Linked DNA regions of Zea mays: region 2 is linked to region 1. The links are chromatin contacts, called in public Hi-C maps. All regions are on one chromosome and are shown on one strand. The core of a region is the stretch at or near the end of the contact, and the rest is flanking DNA. Distances in the headings are between cores, read along the strand shown.

The links. Hi-C and Micro-C count contacts between places; a contact is called where the count stands out from the background.
Region 2: a contact with region 1 is called in a Hi-C map of leaf, with 4 times the contacts expected there. The contact joins the enhancer-like site here to the promoter of LOC100381466 in region 1. A contact is called at or near these places in 4 of 25 Hi-C or Micro-C datasets (ear, endosperm and leaf).

Annotation. Positions count from the first base shown.
Region 1 is chr5:158,477,470-158,485,274 of Zm-B73-REFERENCE-NAM-5.0, reverse strand. It overlaps LOC100381466 (putative elongation factor 1-gamma 2), which reads left to right and starts at 3,897. Exons shown (of 8, transcript NM_001361431.1): 1 at 3,897-3,996; 2 at 4,097-4,139; 3 at 5,198-5,347; 4 at 5,419-5,479; 5 at 5,567-5,619; 6 at 5,716-5,817; 7 at 5,893-6,382; 8 at 6,804-7,375. The coding sequence starts at 4,131. The coding sequence ends at 7,183.
Region 2 is chr5:158,559,987-158,567,791 of Zm-B73-REFERENCE-NAM-5.0, reverse strand. No RefSeq gene overlaps it. Among protein-coding and RNA genes, the nearest start is that of LOC100381466, 83 kb to the right of the region's middle. Within about 2 kb of position 4,926, at least 12 of the 20 cell types and tissues checked have an H3K27ac peak or open chromatin away from gene starts, as enhancers often do. A contact at or near this core is called in leaf, where this site is marked.

The DNA.
Region 1 (7,805 bases), core at 2,648-5,147:
CGTAATCTAGACATAGATTAGCTTTCCTCCGATCTTAAATCTTCATCTCTCTTCGACTCTATGTAGTTTAGGGACATCCCGGATAGCCTGCTAATCTTAAGGCATCCACTGGAACTCTCCTCCCTAAAGGGATCCCTCCCGGGAGGCGAGATCTAAGATTCTTCGGCCCTCTACGCGCGCGGACTGTCTGAACCACCACACAGAGAGCACCGCTGGGCGATGCAATCACTAGTGTTTGGCCCCGAATCGGTGCTAACACATGGTTCTTGAATCATAGCTAGATTGCAGAGGTTGTCTTCGGAACATTGGATCCAGCGCCACCTATTTCAGAGGACGCATGAACAGGCCGATCTAGTGCAAGAATAATAATGCATGCATGCAGCTATGATCTATAGGTTGATTCAAAATTTTGGTCAGTTTGGTAAAGCACCAAGATGTCGTCATCTTATGAAATAGCATCTTAATGAACTATTATTAGCAGAAAGTCAGCACAAAAGGTGAGCAAAATGACGCTCCATCGCAGTGAATGGTACAGTCGCTTCTCCATGCATAGATCTCCATATGGAATCTGGCAGAAAAAATGACTGTGCATATATCCATGACCATGAAATCTCACTGTACGACATATATTATTGTTTCGCTTGAGATGTCCATCAGAAACGCCAGAAAATCATGCCAAGAATAATCACTATAGGTGTAGTATGTGTAAGCCAAATAAACGCTTTTTTTTGTTGCTAATGTCACTTTTCATATGCTATGCTACATGTTCACAGAAATATATGGATGAAATAATTTCCCATAAAAGCCAGATTCTGGTTTTATGATGATGGTTAAGGTGCATACGTATATACAGTAGTTTTTTTTAATCACTCCTAGAGAGAGACAGTGTGTGAAAGTAATCCGCTCACTGTCACAATTAAGACGTAAGAAGGCGCCCAGCTCGATCTGTGCCGAACAAAAATGTAGCTTTCTCTGAAGGCTCTGCAGATCCAATGGGATCATGGCTTTTGTGCAAAACGACACTGTGTCCTCCACGCTACATGGACCCTCGTGTGTGTGGGAGGGGATATACTATGTACAATATAACAAGAGCAGAAAACCGCTTGCATATTATTCAGTCCATAGTGAATTGATCTGGTTAATTAGTGGTGCTGAGTTTGATCCCAATGTAATTAAGGTAACCGCTTAAGTATAATAGGAAGAGTAGTATATCGATCTCTCTGACGAAGGCTTTCCATTAATTGTCAGAAAGGAGTTACAAAATACGATCAGCACAAAAACATCAGATTTTACAAGTAAGCTGCACCCGACCGAGAGTTGGTTGGCCACTTGGGTGTTGTCGGCCATATATGAAGGAAATCGAGAGGGTCCGCAGATCCTTTCTTTGGAAAGAAAGAAAAACACAAGGCAAATGGAGGAAGGAGGCCATTCCTAACGACCGAAAGCGGATGCTGTGAGCTGTTAGGAATGGCAAAAGGAAGAAGAAGAAGAAACAAAAAAAAAAAACAAATTCTATGAAATTTTATTTCCCTATGGATTCAGATCCGGGACGCGTACAGCTGCACAGCCTGATGTGGAGGACACCGTCACCTGGACCTGGAAACGGGCGACGACGGAGAATACGCTGCCAATAGTTTGCCTCCCAAATCGTGCTTCGAGAGCCATTCCGCAACAATTTGATTTGGAAAGCAAAAGCAGAAAAATAGATGCGAGTTCTTATATTAACGTGGGCGCTGATCCAAAACAAAATCCTAACAGCTGATAACCTGGCAAAAACAGGATGGCCACGGCAAGAGACACGGCTCCGTCTTTGTCTTTTATGTCCTTTTCCGGCTGTAGTTTATTGGAAGCAGGTGCTAGGGTGGGACCGTGGGAGGGAGCATCTCTCTCTCATCCCTATCAATTTCGACTCCGCCGCAAATTAGTGGGAATGGCAACTAGATAGAGCGGTGCCGAAAGAGAAGGGCTAATTCAATGTGGAATTTGTGTGTTGAGGGTTGTATTAAATAGGAAAGAGCAATAGTTTTAGACCGTCTTCAACAGTCATACATTTTATATTAAAGTTCACTCTACGGACAATATAACATATGGTTTTTTTACGACCATATACAAGCTTCGCTAAAGACAACCTAACGAGGATGGTTTAGTCCTTTGGCTATGGGCGTTGGTAGTCTATGATAGTTTTTGTGTGCGTCGTGGTCCTCTTCACCCTTTATAATGAGGACGGTCAAATGATAAGTTTCTTTAAAAGATTTATGACATATCAAAACACATAGTAAAATACAACAACAAAAAAAGCTAGAATGAAAATTGCCATTTTTGAAGATATGATCTAATTTGGGGCTTCAAATCTTTCACTTAAACAAATATCATAAGACGAGGATGTGATCACCAAAGCATGCCCTAAGTGGCTGCAGCAAATGCCTAAAACAATAGTACGCTATTAAAGAAACAAGAAAAGTATAGAAGAATAAGAATACGCTAACTTCGAGCTAGTGGATAAGGTTGGCTAGGGGCAGGATGGAGGATTGAGCCACATCCACTTGTTTGGGGACTAAATGCCATCTCACAAGATTTCGAGATTATGTTAGACATGAATGACAGATCAGATGATGTTTGAAACTATATTATGGCTGATTTGGTGGAAGGAAAATTGGAGGGGCTCCACGGGAAACTTGATTAGCAAGGGAATTTCTACCCCATTGACCCTCTTCAATTCTCTTCCCACCAAATTAGCTCTTAGGACTAGTTTGGAAGGCACAAAACCGGAGTGGATTGGAGGCGCTAAAATTTAATATTTATTCAAATTTCCTCCTTATTCAATTTTAAATAAGCAAGAGATTTTAGCTCCTCTAATTCTCTCTGGTTTTAGACATCCAAACTAGCCCTTAGTGTGAAAAAAAATCTATTACCAAGCACGAATGTATCAGTCGTCAAGATTTCCCTTTTCAAATTTTTTTTGGAAGGGCCACACTGCCAATCGATTAAGAGAGAAAGGTGAGAGGCTGAGGTGCACCTGACACCACTCGGGTCCTAGCACCTTGCGAACTATACAACTAAAGCTCGACTGGGTCCTCATCAGCCTGTACTTAGGGCGGCCTGATAACTTCAGTCCCAGTGTATCTGTTTGGATCTTTGATCCGGGCATATGCGTTGTAGTTGCCATTTTTTAGCTAAACTATTTTCTCGGTTTTTAAATATTTGTAGTTCGCTAGTTTATTTTATAACTAAAACGCGACAAAATAAAAAAATTAAGAGAGTACTATTTTCTATTTGATTACAAAGATACGCTGCCCTCTCGCGTATTCTCAAAATAGAAAGTGATGCTAATCGTACATGCCTGGAGGACATTCTTCATGTGCCTCATGTTTCTTTAGCATCAGGCCATAAACACATTTTTCATTTCTTTGGGACACAAGAACACGTGGTGAGCAGCACACGACTCCCGCTTGCTTCCTTCTTGCGGCGCAGAGAGCCAGGCGCCGCGAGGCGCGGCAGAGAAACCGCGACTGATCGATCAACGAGCGGAATATTGTTTTTTTTTTGTTTCGTGAGCTTTCTCTTCATTTCAGCCCATTATTTAATAAGCCCAGACCATAGACTACTCACTCGCGTACTGGCTATGGGACCAAAAAAAAACACACAAACGGCAAGGCCCAATTGAGTCCACATGGATGGACGCTGATAGCCCCTTGCCAAGCGAAAGCGAGGCTTTAGTAGGCCAACTCTGAGTGAAATTTGGGCTTCTACTCTGGTGGGCCTTGCTCGACTCAGAATCTCGGGCCAATGCGAGCCGTTCAATCAGTTTTTTCGGATACCACATCCAACGGCTGAGATCGCGTGCGCGCAACCTTAGGCACGAGGTCCAAGTATTGCGAGCTGCGCCTCCATAAGACGGCTCGTCGGCAACGCTAGGGTTTTTGGCTACTCCGCCTCCGCTCTCCCCCCTGCTGCGCGCTACTCGCCCGATCTCGCGGTGCTGGTAGCGGTGAAAATGTAGCGAGAGAAATTCGTGTTATTGTCTTGATTTATAGTGTTCTACTCGTGTTTGATTTCGCTGATTTTATTTTCTTCTTCTTCTGTTGCTGTTATGCAGATCTGAGATCGAGTGAAGCTAGCTTTTCATCGATATGGCGCTTGTAAGTGTTTTTTCTAACTAGCACTAGTTATTTAAGTACCTATTTAAGTAGTATGTTGCTCTTAGATTTTCGAAATGCTAGGGGCGTTTAAGTAGCTTGTATTAGCGTGGTTATTTTATTGTAATTTCCATTCGCGGGTTTCTGTGGATTACTACTGTGCAGCCTACATCGTGGATATATGTTATATCTCACATTAACATAAGATTTGGTCGCTAAATTATTGTCCATGGATGGATATAGTTGATTACCCTTATCTTGTTTGCCTTACCTGTTTGTTAGTTACATCTTGGCCCATTTTGACTCGTTAGAGATTGAATTCATTTAGATGCTTACTGAAGTTATGAAAATGGTATCACCTCCCATTTATTCCCATCATCAGATGGTATAATTAGAATGAAGTTGTGACGTAGCAGACGCCTCCTGTTTCACAGGTGATTTCCATAGTGGTTTTATTTAAACATATGGTCGGTCTTTGCCACTCTTTTAGCCAGGCATTCATTGCTTTTAACATTAGGTAGTCTCTGATGCTGATTTGCATAGTAGTTTTCTTTTAACATGTTTGTATATTAATATGCTGCAAGCTGACGAGCATCAAGTCATAGACGATATAATTCTTGCTCTGAGCTTATAATTTTGTGTTAACATGTTACATGTTTGTTGTTTCCAATACAATAAAAAACTCACTCAACTTTTCCCTGAGCTGATAAGCAGAATAGAGTTTAGTTCTGACTCTTCTGACTGAGCACAAAAGGCATATTCAACTTTTCAAGCCCATTTGACTTTATATTTTCCTAACTTTTGTACTAGAGATAGGCATCAGTATGTAGTTGTGGTCTTCTTCATATGATTCCACACTGTTATCAGTTGACACCAATTGTTTACTGGCTTCAGTTGTGCTAGATCAAAGATTGTTTTTTTTCTTTTTCTTTAATTTTTTCTGATTGTCTGATTGATTCTGCAACTTATATTATTAGTTTTTCTGATATATATATGTTTCAGATTGTGATATGTTATGTGTCGGTATGTAGCCATCTGACCAAACCTTCTGCACTGTGTAGGTACTGCATGCTGGCAGTAGTAACAAAAATGCATTCAAAACACTAATTGCCGCGGATTACAGCGGCATCAAGGTTGAGTTGGTAAAAGACTTTCAAATGGGGGTTTCCAACAAAACACCAGAGTTCCTCAAGATGAACCCTATTGGGAAGGTATAAAAAATTCTGTATATGTTAAGATGGTGATAAATAGTCTAGGATGTAATTTGGGCGCTTCTTTGCAGGTTCCTGTCCTGGAGACACCTGATGGTCCTGTCTTTGAGAGCAATGCAATAGCAAGATATGGTAATTTAAATGTTGCAACAATTGGTTTGTTTAGTCTTTTGTTTGCATTTATTTGATTGAGCACCGAATTCTGTCATCTCCCTGAAGTTACTCGCTTGAAGGCTAACAACCCACTTTACGGATCTTCACTGATTGATTATGTGAGTAATGTTCAATATTTCATTCAAATTAATTTTATATTTCTTGAATTTTTTTGCTTAGATGTTTCTGTCCGTTTGAACCTGTGCTTGTTTCAGGCCCATATTGAGCAGTGGATGGACTTTGCTGCGACAGAGGTTGATGCCAGCATTGGAAAGTGGTTGTACCCACGTATGGGGTTTTATCCCTATGCTGCTGTGGTATGTATTGCCATGTGGGTAGCACTTCTTTCTCAATAGCTTGATTGTAGTCTCATATTCTCATTTGCTCAACAGACAGAAGAATCAGCCATTGCTGCTTTGAAGAGAGCATTCGGTTCCCTGAACACCCATCTTGCATCAAACACATTCCTTGTTGGGCATTCAGTGACACTTGCGGATATTGTGCTGACATGCAATCTTTATATGGGCTTTAGCCGTATCTTGACTAAGAGTTTTACCTCAGAGTTCCCTCATATTGAGAGGTACTTCTGGACCATGGTTAACCAGCCAAACTTCAAAAAGGTCATTGGTGACGTGAAGCAGGCAGAAGCTGTGCCACTTCTTCCAAAGAAGATTGCTCCGGCCAAAGAGCAGAAGCCTAAGGAAGCCAAAAAGGAGGCCCCGAAGCCTAAGGAAGCTGAGAAACCAGCAGAGGAAGAGGAGGCTCCAAAGCCTAAGCCAAAGAATCCCCTTGATTTGCTTCCTCCGAGCAAGTTGATTCTTGACGATTGGAAGAGGCTGTATTCTAACACGAAAACCAACTTCCGTGAGGTTGCTATTAAAGGTATGTTTTTAACAATGACTATGGTTACATAGTTTTAACAATGATTTTTTTATAGTTTTAACAATAATTATGCTTACATAAGATATTACTAATTAGAAAGATAAACTATTGAGTAACTTTAAGCAAACATGTGCCTCAAGTTAAATAAGACAGCTGGTCAATTTGGGCCTGTTGGGCTGATAGTCAAGGCCACTGTTCCAGCTGCTGCTGCTTGAGTATTGCTGAGAATATACAACTGTTGGATGGATGAAAGCTGCGGCTGCAACTAGCAGCCGAACAAGTTACAGCTGGGTTCGGCATATCTTTTTGTTTTAATCTAGTGCATTTAAACACCCCATTAAGCGGTTCTCAAAGTTTTGTTTTTGATCTGTTAGTAGTGCTATGCACAAGTCAACTGAACTCAACTCCCATGTATTTTCAGGTTTCTGGGACATGTATGACCCAGAGGGCTACTCCCTGTGGTTCTGTGACTACAAGTACAATGACGAGAACACAGTGTCGTTTGTGACTATGAACAAGGTTGGTGGCTTCCTGCAGCGGATGGATCTGTGCCGCAAATACGCCTTTGGCAAGATGCTTGTGGTTGGCTCTGAGCCCCCTTTCAAGGTCAAGGGGCTCTGGCTCTTCCGTGGCCCCGAAATCCCCAAGTTTGTCATGGATGAGGTCTATGACATGGAGCTCTATGAGTGGACCAAGGTCGACCTCTCTGATGAGGCCCAGAAGGAGCGGGTCAATGCCATGATCGAGGACCAGGAGCCTTTTGAGGGCGAGGCCTTGCTAGATGCAAAATGCTTCAAGTGAGCCTCATCTCTTTGGAGTGCTGCTCAGGAAAGAGTTGTTTAGGTTTTTGGGTCTAATTCTAAAACAGCTATGAATGTTAGTTTTGATCTGGGGTTATTTTCTGTGCTGTGTTGAGACTTTTGGTCATGGTAAGGGAATCGGGGAAGGTTTTAGGCGCGTGCAATATTATGGATTATCGCATTGGAATCGTGACATGTCCATCCTTTACCCTTCTCATAAACGTCCCATTTATATATTTACTAGCTGGATGCTCGTGCGTTGCAACGGGAATATATAATACTAGTATACTACGATAACTTATATATAAAATATGTGTTATATTGTTATGAGAAAATATTTTATAATCAATTTGTGATCCTAGCCATACATAAATTTTGTTATTTTAATCTAGTTATTTCACCACTACATTGCAACCATCAGTATCATGCAGACTTTGATATATGCCACGATTTGTATGGTCTCATCATTGGAGAGCACGAGCACGTTCCACACATGCCGAAAAAATTCCCTCGTACATCGTTAGTCATCAGACACGCACCACCATATGCTCTTGCTTAAACAAAAAGATAAGTGTGTATGTGTTTGCGAAGAGAATTAAAGGCAGGCCGGCACAAAAGCTACC
Region 2 (7,805 bases), core at 3,677-6,176, 81 kb before region 1:
TGTCGAAGAAGCGGCAAAAAACATATATACAATGGCAGCTAAGCAGAGCCAAGGAACTTTTAAGCCACAAAGGGAAAGAGACATCCTAACGGCTGGTCTCGGTAACCCTGAGCATCCTGGTCGTGTACGAGGAATCTCGTCTAAGGAAGGATGGAAGGAAGGATTCGGACCACAGTGGGAAGGTCTGTACAAGAAACATGATCGATACAAGGAAGAGATGGCGGATTATTTTAAGGAGGAGGCCAAGAAAGAGTTCAAAGCCATGATGTCTCAAATGCTATCGAATCCTCCTCCAGAATTGATGCAACAGTTGGCGAGTGCGATGTCTGTTCAACAGATGACCACTCCACAGATACAAATAATTCCAGCAGCTCAACCGCCGGCTTCCACAGATTGTACGACATTACCAAGCTCTGTTGCTTCAACGGGAAATAAGGACAGTTATCCAGTTGATGACATCACAAGGCCTGTGGCGTGCACACTGGTTATAAGATATGGTATTAACAATAAACGTACAAAGAAAGTAGCCACAGGCCTTGCGATCCTAGGACGCAAGTTCCATGGAAACGATATTCCAGATGATTATTGCAAAGTAGAAGTGACGACGGTCGTCCAAGGATCCGAGGACGACATGCTAGACATCCCTGGGCCTGAAGGTATCGAGAAACTTGGACAAGCTATCAAGAATTTTATCCTTTGGCCTCGAAGGGATGTCGAATTGCTTGATTGGTCAAATTCGTCGCAGGCGTCGCAGGCCCAACCGTCTCCGCCTTCTCAAATTGCTGTTCCTATTGTACATCCATCATCACCTCCTCAAACTTCACATGCTGCTCCTCATCCTTTTTCTGACCCACCGTCTCCGCCACAAGCATCACCATTCAGGGCTCCACCACCTTCTCCTCCCCATCCTCTTGGTGACCCACTGTCTACGCCACCATCAAGGGATCCACCTTCTCCACAACCATCAAAGGATCCAAGGCCATCAAAGAAATCTAAACTTCCTATACCAAAATTGGTGTCCCCGTATCAGAAAAAGAAGAGTAAAGCTACTACTGCTGGCACAGCTCGGTTTTTGAAAGGGATTGGACGGAGCCTCACGTCACAAACTGTTGATTTGGCCAAGCACGAGGAGTCTGCAAAAAAGGCTGAGGCAATGGCCGCAAAGATAAAGAAGCCAACTAAGGCAGATTACAAAAACATGCCTAAAAAATATGTGCCGGGCAGACCTCTGCTACCTCTTGAGAAACTAAGAAAGGTCCCGGCTGGTGTTAAAAGGTTGCATGACTGGTACATGCGGGCATCATCGGTTGGCATCGACACCATCAGTGTGCATATACCAGACCATGCTTTTATTGGTTCGGACCAAAAGGTCGTTGTTACATTCGAGGACATGTGGTTAATGATGAACCTTCAGAGACTCGACGTGCAACTTGTAACGATGTTTGCATTGTAAGTGTGGCTCATACTTCCACATATGTGTGTTATTATTAGTGAGCTGTATAAAATTTCAATATCTGACATGCACGTGTGACTTGCAGAATGCAACATGATCAGCAGGAGATTCTTTACGGTACCAAGCCCAATGCTAGTGCCAGTAAAAGGGTTGGGTATCTCAACCCAATACTTATATCCGAGGAAAGCCACACTTTTAGAATTGGGAAAGACAACGATGAAATACGGGGAAAGACGGACGAAGAAGTTGAGAAGCGTATAAAGGATATGAAGAAGGATTTTGAAGCTCGATACGCCACCTACATAGGACATGCAATGCTTCAATTTCAAGACAGGGAAGCCATAATGGCCCCGTACAACTTTAAGTAAGTGTGATTTTGCATAAATAAAATTAATAATTTCAATACACATGCATCACAAATTTGATTCGTACAGGGACCACTGGATATGCTTCCTCATTTATCCTAAGGTTGGAAAGGTGCTGGTGCTCGACTCCTTGAACTTCGACCCTTCGACATATGCAGAATTCCTCAGCATCTTAGAGCTGTAAGCCTTTTCTATGCATGCATACTTTTATCGATTAAAATTTGAGAATAACATGGTGATTCTATTTGAGATCACAGAGCTTTTAGATTCTATAAGATGAGAGGTGGAAAGTACGACCTGTCGAAACAACGCGTGCCACTAGACATCCATCATCACTGGCCGGTAAGTATGTGATTTTATGAATACATATCATACACAATGTTGCAACTAAATAACCAATCTCCCGTTATGTAGTGCCACAAGCAACCACAAGGATCGGTCCTATGTGGATTCTATGCGTGCGAGTTCATGAGAGTGAACGGACGATACATCACGAACCCTGACAAGGTATTATTAGTAATAGTCAAGTATGTATTTATGTCATTAAAGATGCAAATGTGTTATTATTGAGTATAAATAGATGATGTTTATAAAATTCCTTTACAGCAATTTCAACGAGGAAACCCGGAGAACTTGACCGAAGCTGCATTGTATGGCATAGTCGAGGACCTCTGCACATTCATATTGAAAGAGGTCATTCCCGCAGAAGGAAAATATCACGATGCTTCCGGAACATTAGCTTTGCCAGAGTTTAGAATACTAACAGAAATTAGTAGATTATCTCTTAGCCGAGATAGTTATTAGAGCTTAGGTGAAAACTTATGATGTATAGAATGCATGAAGCATATATGGTTGTAAACAGAATACTTTGATGTATATAAATGTATGATAGAATTTAATATCAATATAGATCTATATATATATATATATGTTTGTGTGTGTGTAAATAAATATATATATAATTCAGTATTGTTTGAAATTTTGAAAAAAGGCGGGAAAACTTCCACTGGCGGCTAAATAAAGAAAACCGCCAGTGAAAAGTGCATTTCCACTGGCGGTTTGCTTTATAAAACCGCCAGTGAAAATGCACTTTTCACTGGCGGTTTTCTTTATTCAGCCGCCAGTGGAAATGCGCTTTTCACTGGCGGTTTCCTTAAGAAAACCGCCAGTGAAAATGCACTTTTCACTGGCGGTTTCCTTAAGAAAACCGCCAGTGAAAATGCACTTTTCACTGGCGGTTCCAAAATAACCGCCAGTGGAAATGCTGATTTCCACTGGCCCCTAGCACTGGCGGTACTGAAAAACGCCAGTGTAAATAGGTTTAGAACCGCCACTATAGAACTTCTGTGTACTAGTGAAAGTACTCGGCAAAGAAGGCTTTACCGATGCACGTGTGCCGAGCCCTCTTTGCCGAGTGTTTTTAAGGCTTTGCCGAGTGTTTCAGGCACTCGGCAAAGCCGTCGATTCCGGTAGTGCTAGCAATGCATTTAAGGTAGAAAGTTCTCTCATTTAGGACCTAGCGCGCGCTTGTGCTCCACCATTACGCTGACCAGCCGGTCTAGACAATGTCAGTAATATATCAGCACATATTGTTTTCTTTTTTCAATTTAATATTTATTGTACTTTTATATGATTATTATTATTGATCCTGAGTTTTACATAAATAAAAAATATGCTTTGCGTTTTTTATATCTTGCTTGTAAATTAAACGATTTATATATAGGTCGACCTCGAGATGGTCTTTTACTTATTAAGATAACAAGTTGAGCCAAACTGTCTCATTATCTTAACGACATAGAATAATTATTCATTCAAGCCGAGTTGACACATTATATAGCCTTACTACTATATAGTGATGAGAACATAGAAGTTCCCACATATAGGTATTTTAAACTCACTTTAATGAAAAGAAAGTATTTTATGAATTATTGCACGTCGTTGGTGGACAAAATAGCTAGTGTATGAGCAATCATTGTACGTTTAGTAGGTCACCAGCCCCATGACATGCATGCAATGGCCGATCTAGGGCTAGATCGGACCAACTCTCACATGCAATAAGGTCCACGCACGTTCCCATACTGTAGTGTATAATAATGGCATGTCTGTTAAACAAAAGCTGGAGCAACAAGCTAGCTAGAGAGTGATTTCAGTAGCAGGATAGGCTTCCAAATTATGCCAAGCTATAGGCAAACCGTAATTTTAATTAGCTGCCATTTGGTTTGGTACCAGAAGTTATTACTAATCTCTCTCTCATATCTATTTTATCAAATTTATGTCAGCTTTTTTAGCCTAAATTTCGCTTGCCATTAAATCTTTGGCAAGGCAAAATAATCGTCTGGCTATAAGCCAAGCAGTCCTCATGTCTATCTCTCTCCCTCAGAATATAGAGACAAATCAGCATTGAAAATAAAGTTGCAGGCAACGTGATGAGATATTATTAAACTTCACAGAAAATTAAACCACAGGATCTCCCTTGGCAAAGTATATTAATTGTGAGTTTGTGATAGTTAGATTTAACCTGATCAGGCTAACCGCCTGCACCAGCACAAAACAGCAACGACCCCAAATTAATGCTGCAGTAATTAGATTAATTACAAGCAGTTGAGAGATCTTATTAAACACACAAATGATTTGACTAATTCTTATGCCCAACTATATATATATATATATATATATATATATATATATATATATATATATATATATATATATATATATATATATATATATATATATATATATATATATATATATATATATATATATATATATATATATATATACTATGTGCCAAAACCTTGCCATGAATTTGGAAGAAGACAGAGTACATTTGCTAACGACCAATCTAGCTACATCCATCCCTCGGACCGTTGAGCCAGTAGTAGCTCGCGTTGCCCTTTCAACACTGAAAGAGGGCAAACCTAGAATTAGCTACAACGACATGGCAGCATCTCCTAGCAAATAAAGCATGCAAGAAAATGGCCATACATACCGCGCCTGTCTCTTGTTCGTTAATCTCACGATCACACATGATCCATCTATCCACCAGAGCCAGCTGAGCTCCCTCCCTCCCTCTCTTATTGCTACGACGACTGGGCAGGAGACAAGCAGAAACTGCTTAAACGATAAAAGCGACGGCTCTTCCCACATGACAAGCGCCCACGCGCCCTTCCATGGGCGTGCGGCCAAGATCTGGGCAACTTGTTCCTCCACACACACTCTCGTGATCCCCGTTGGAGACAAGCGCGGCAGCGGGGACGACAAAAGCAGGCTATAGCTTAGCTAATTGTGCGCATTTTTTTGTGCAAAAGGAGCAGGCAGGCAGGCAGGCCGCGGGCAGCAAGCAGGCCGCCGCCGTGCCCACTGACGACGACGATGCCCTCTGTACGTACGTACGTGCGTGCTGCGCCATGCTCTCGCGGTCAGATGAATTGCATGTACATGGGGAGAGGGAGAGCATCGTCACAGCAGTACATGGCATACATACATACAAAAGAGAGTGCACAAGTTCACAAGCCTGCCCGATCGACCGGTTCTCGCCGGCAATGAATGCCCCCAAATATACGATCAGAGATCTTCAGGGCAACATGTACGTGTACGTTGAGTGGAGAGCTGGCGATTTGATTTCAAGCGCATCGATGTCGAGAACTATGTACCGCCGGCCTGCTGTGAGATCTGGCCTCTGGAAGAAGTAGTAGCTAGGTGTGTAGAGGGATCCATGGTGCATGCACGCCAAATATGGATGTGTTGGATTTATGGGTTAGGCCCAATTGATAAATTAAATTAAATTCTAGAAAAATCTCAAAAGTCTATGTATGTGTATGTGTATGGCTAGGGAATGGTGAAACAATTAGTACCATATTGCTAGTCCAAGTTTAGTGAAAATAGTTTAAATATAGAGGCTACACTCAATCACCAAGTCATGGATGAGAGGAGAGAGTGTGGAGAACCACATGCGCGCTCGTCTGGCCGAGCCGAAGGGTCCGGGCGCATGATATACGTGTGAATGGTCCGCCGAAATCCGGCCCCTCGCCTTGTGGGGGCGCGGCTTCCTTTTGCCTTTTTTATTTTTTGGTTGATTGGCTGTTAAGTTTAGAGCCCTAACCGATCGCGATAAAGATCTGAGCCGTTACCGGAACGCGAGTCTATCGGTTCGTGGATAACGTGCAGATCGGATCGCGGATCGTTATCGGTTCACGGACTCGGCCCTATATAAGGCGCCTGTTAGCCAGCGTCAAATCCATCCCCAACACAAGTTAGGTTTTCACCTCTGCTCACAACTGCGCCACAATCGTAGTTCTCTTCATCCCGGCCGCTGATGTGCATTTGTGTTCGAGAGAGCAGGTCTCCGGAACCCTTTCCCTTCGAGATCCTGCACCGGGAGAGGACGAATAAGGTTTTTGGAAAGCGTCCTCACACGACTGCTCGCGATCTTGTCGTCGACCCTGCTGCTTCGACGTCATCGGCCTTGCTGCTTCGACGTCAGCGGCCCCGCTGCTTCAACGTCATCGACCCTGCTGCTTCCGGCCCGCGTCGTCTACCAGTATGTCTAATTAGTATGTGTCATATGCATGATTTGACGGTCATGATTTATATTCGGAATTTAATCTAGAAAATGTCTAATAATTCAACAATCCAAAAACCTTACTGTAGACAATTTCCTAGTTTAACTATGGTTGCTTTTGCCGACGCGCTGAAGCCAGAAAAATTCACTGGTATGCATTAAGAGGTGGCAAGTCAAGGCCACACTCTGGCTTACTGCTATGAATGTGTTCCATGTTAGTAAAGGCAACCCTGAGGGCGAACTAACTCCTGAAGAGGAGAAAAAGTACGACCATGCTAATACTATCTTTACGGGAGCAGTTCTTTGCGTCCTTATTGACCGTGTGGTTGATGCGAATACACAGCACACAGACGGGAAAGAGTTGTGGGATGCACTTACTATTAAGTATGGTGCATCAGATGCTGGCAGTGAGCTATATATCATGGAGAGCTTTCATGATTATAACATGGCTGATAATCGCTCTATTGTAGAGCAAGCTCATGAAATACAGTGTATAGCCAAGGAGCTCGACCACCTTAAGATTGTCCTTCCTGACCGATTTGTGGCTGAATGCATTATTACAAAGTTGCCTTCTACATGGAGGAACTTCGCCACATCTCTAAAACATAAGAGACATGAGATATCAGTTGAAAATCCGATAGCGTCTCTGGATGTTGAGGAGAAAGCTCGGGCTAAGGACACGGGATCTAAAGGAGGCGAGGGCCACTCCAGCGACAACATGGTTCAGAACAACCACAACAAGGGCAAAGGGAAGACAAAATCTAACAAGCCCAACAAAACTACCAACTTCAAGAAGAAGAAGAACAAGGCTGAACTGACATGTTTCGCATGTGGTGAGACGGGTCATTTTGCCAAGGACTATCCTGATCGAGCGGATCACCATGGCAAAAAGGGCAATGTCAACACAGTGATCGCTAGCAATGAGGGAGACAAAGGGTATGGTAATCTACCTTTCATCTTCTCAATATTTCAATCACCTAGTTGGTGGCTTGATATTGGTGTTAATGTTCATGTGTGTTCTAACATTAATTTGTTCTCTTCTTATCAGGGTGCCCGAGATTCCTCCGTCCTAATGGGGAATGGGTCACATGGTTCTGTTCATGGCATTGGCACGGTGGATCTGAAGTTTACTTCGGGAAATATCGTGCAGCTAAAGAACGTGCAACATGTCCCTTCTATACACAAGAATCTCGTTAGCGGAACCCTTCTATGTAGAGATGGGTTTAAGGTAGTTTTGGAGTCCAATAAAATAGTTGTGTCTAAGTCTAGACAATTTATTGGTAAAGGCTATGATTGCGGGGGCTTGTTCCTCTTTTCTCTGTTAGATTTCAATAATAAGTCTGTGAACCATATTTGCGCTAATGTTGATGATCTTGCAAGTATTTGGCATTCTCGTTTGTGTCATATTAATTTTGGCTCTATG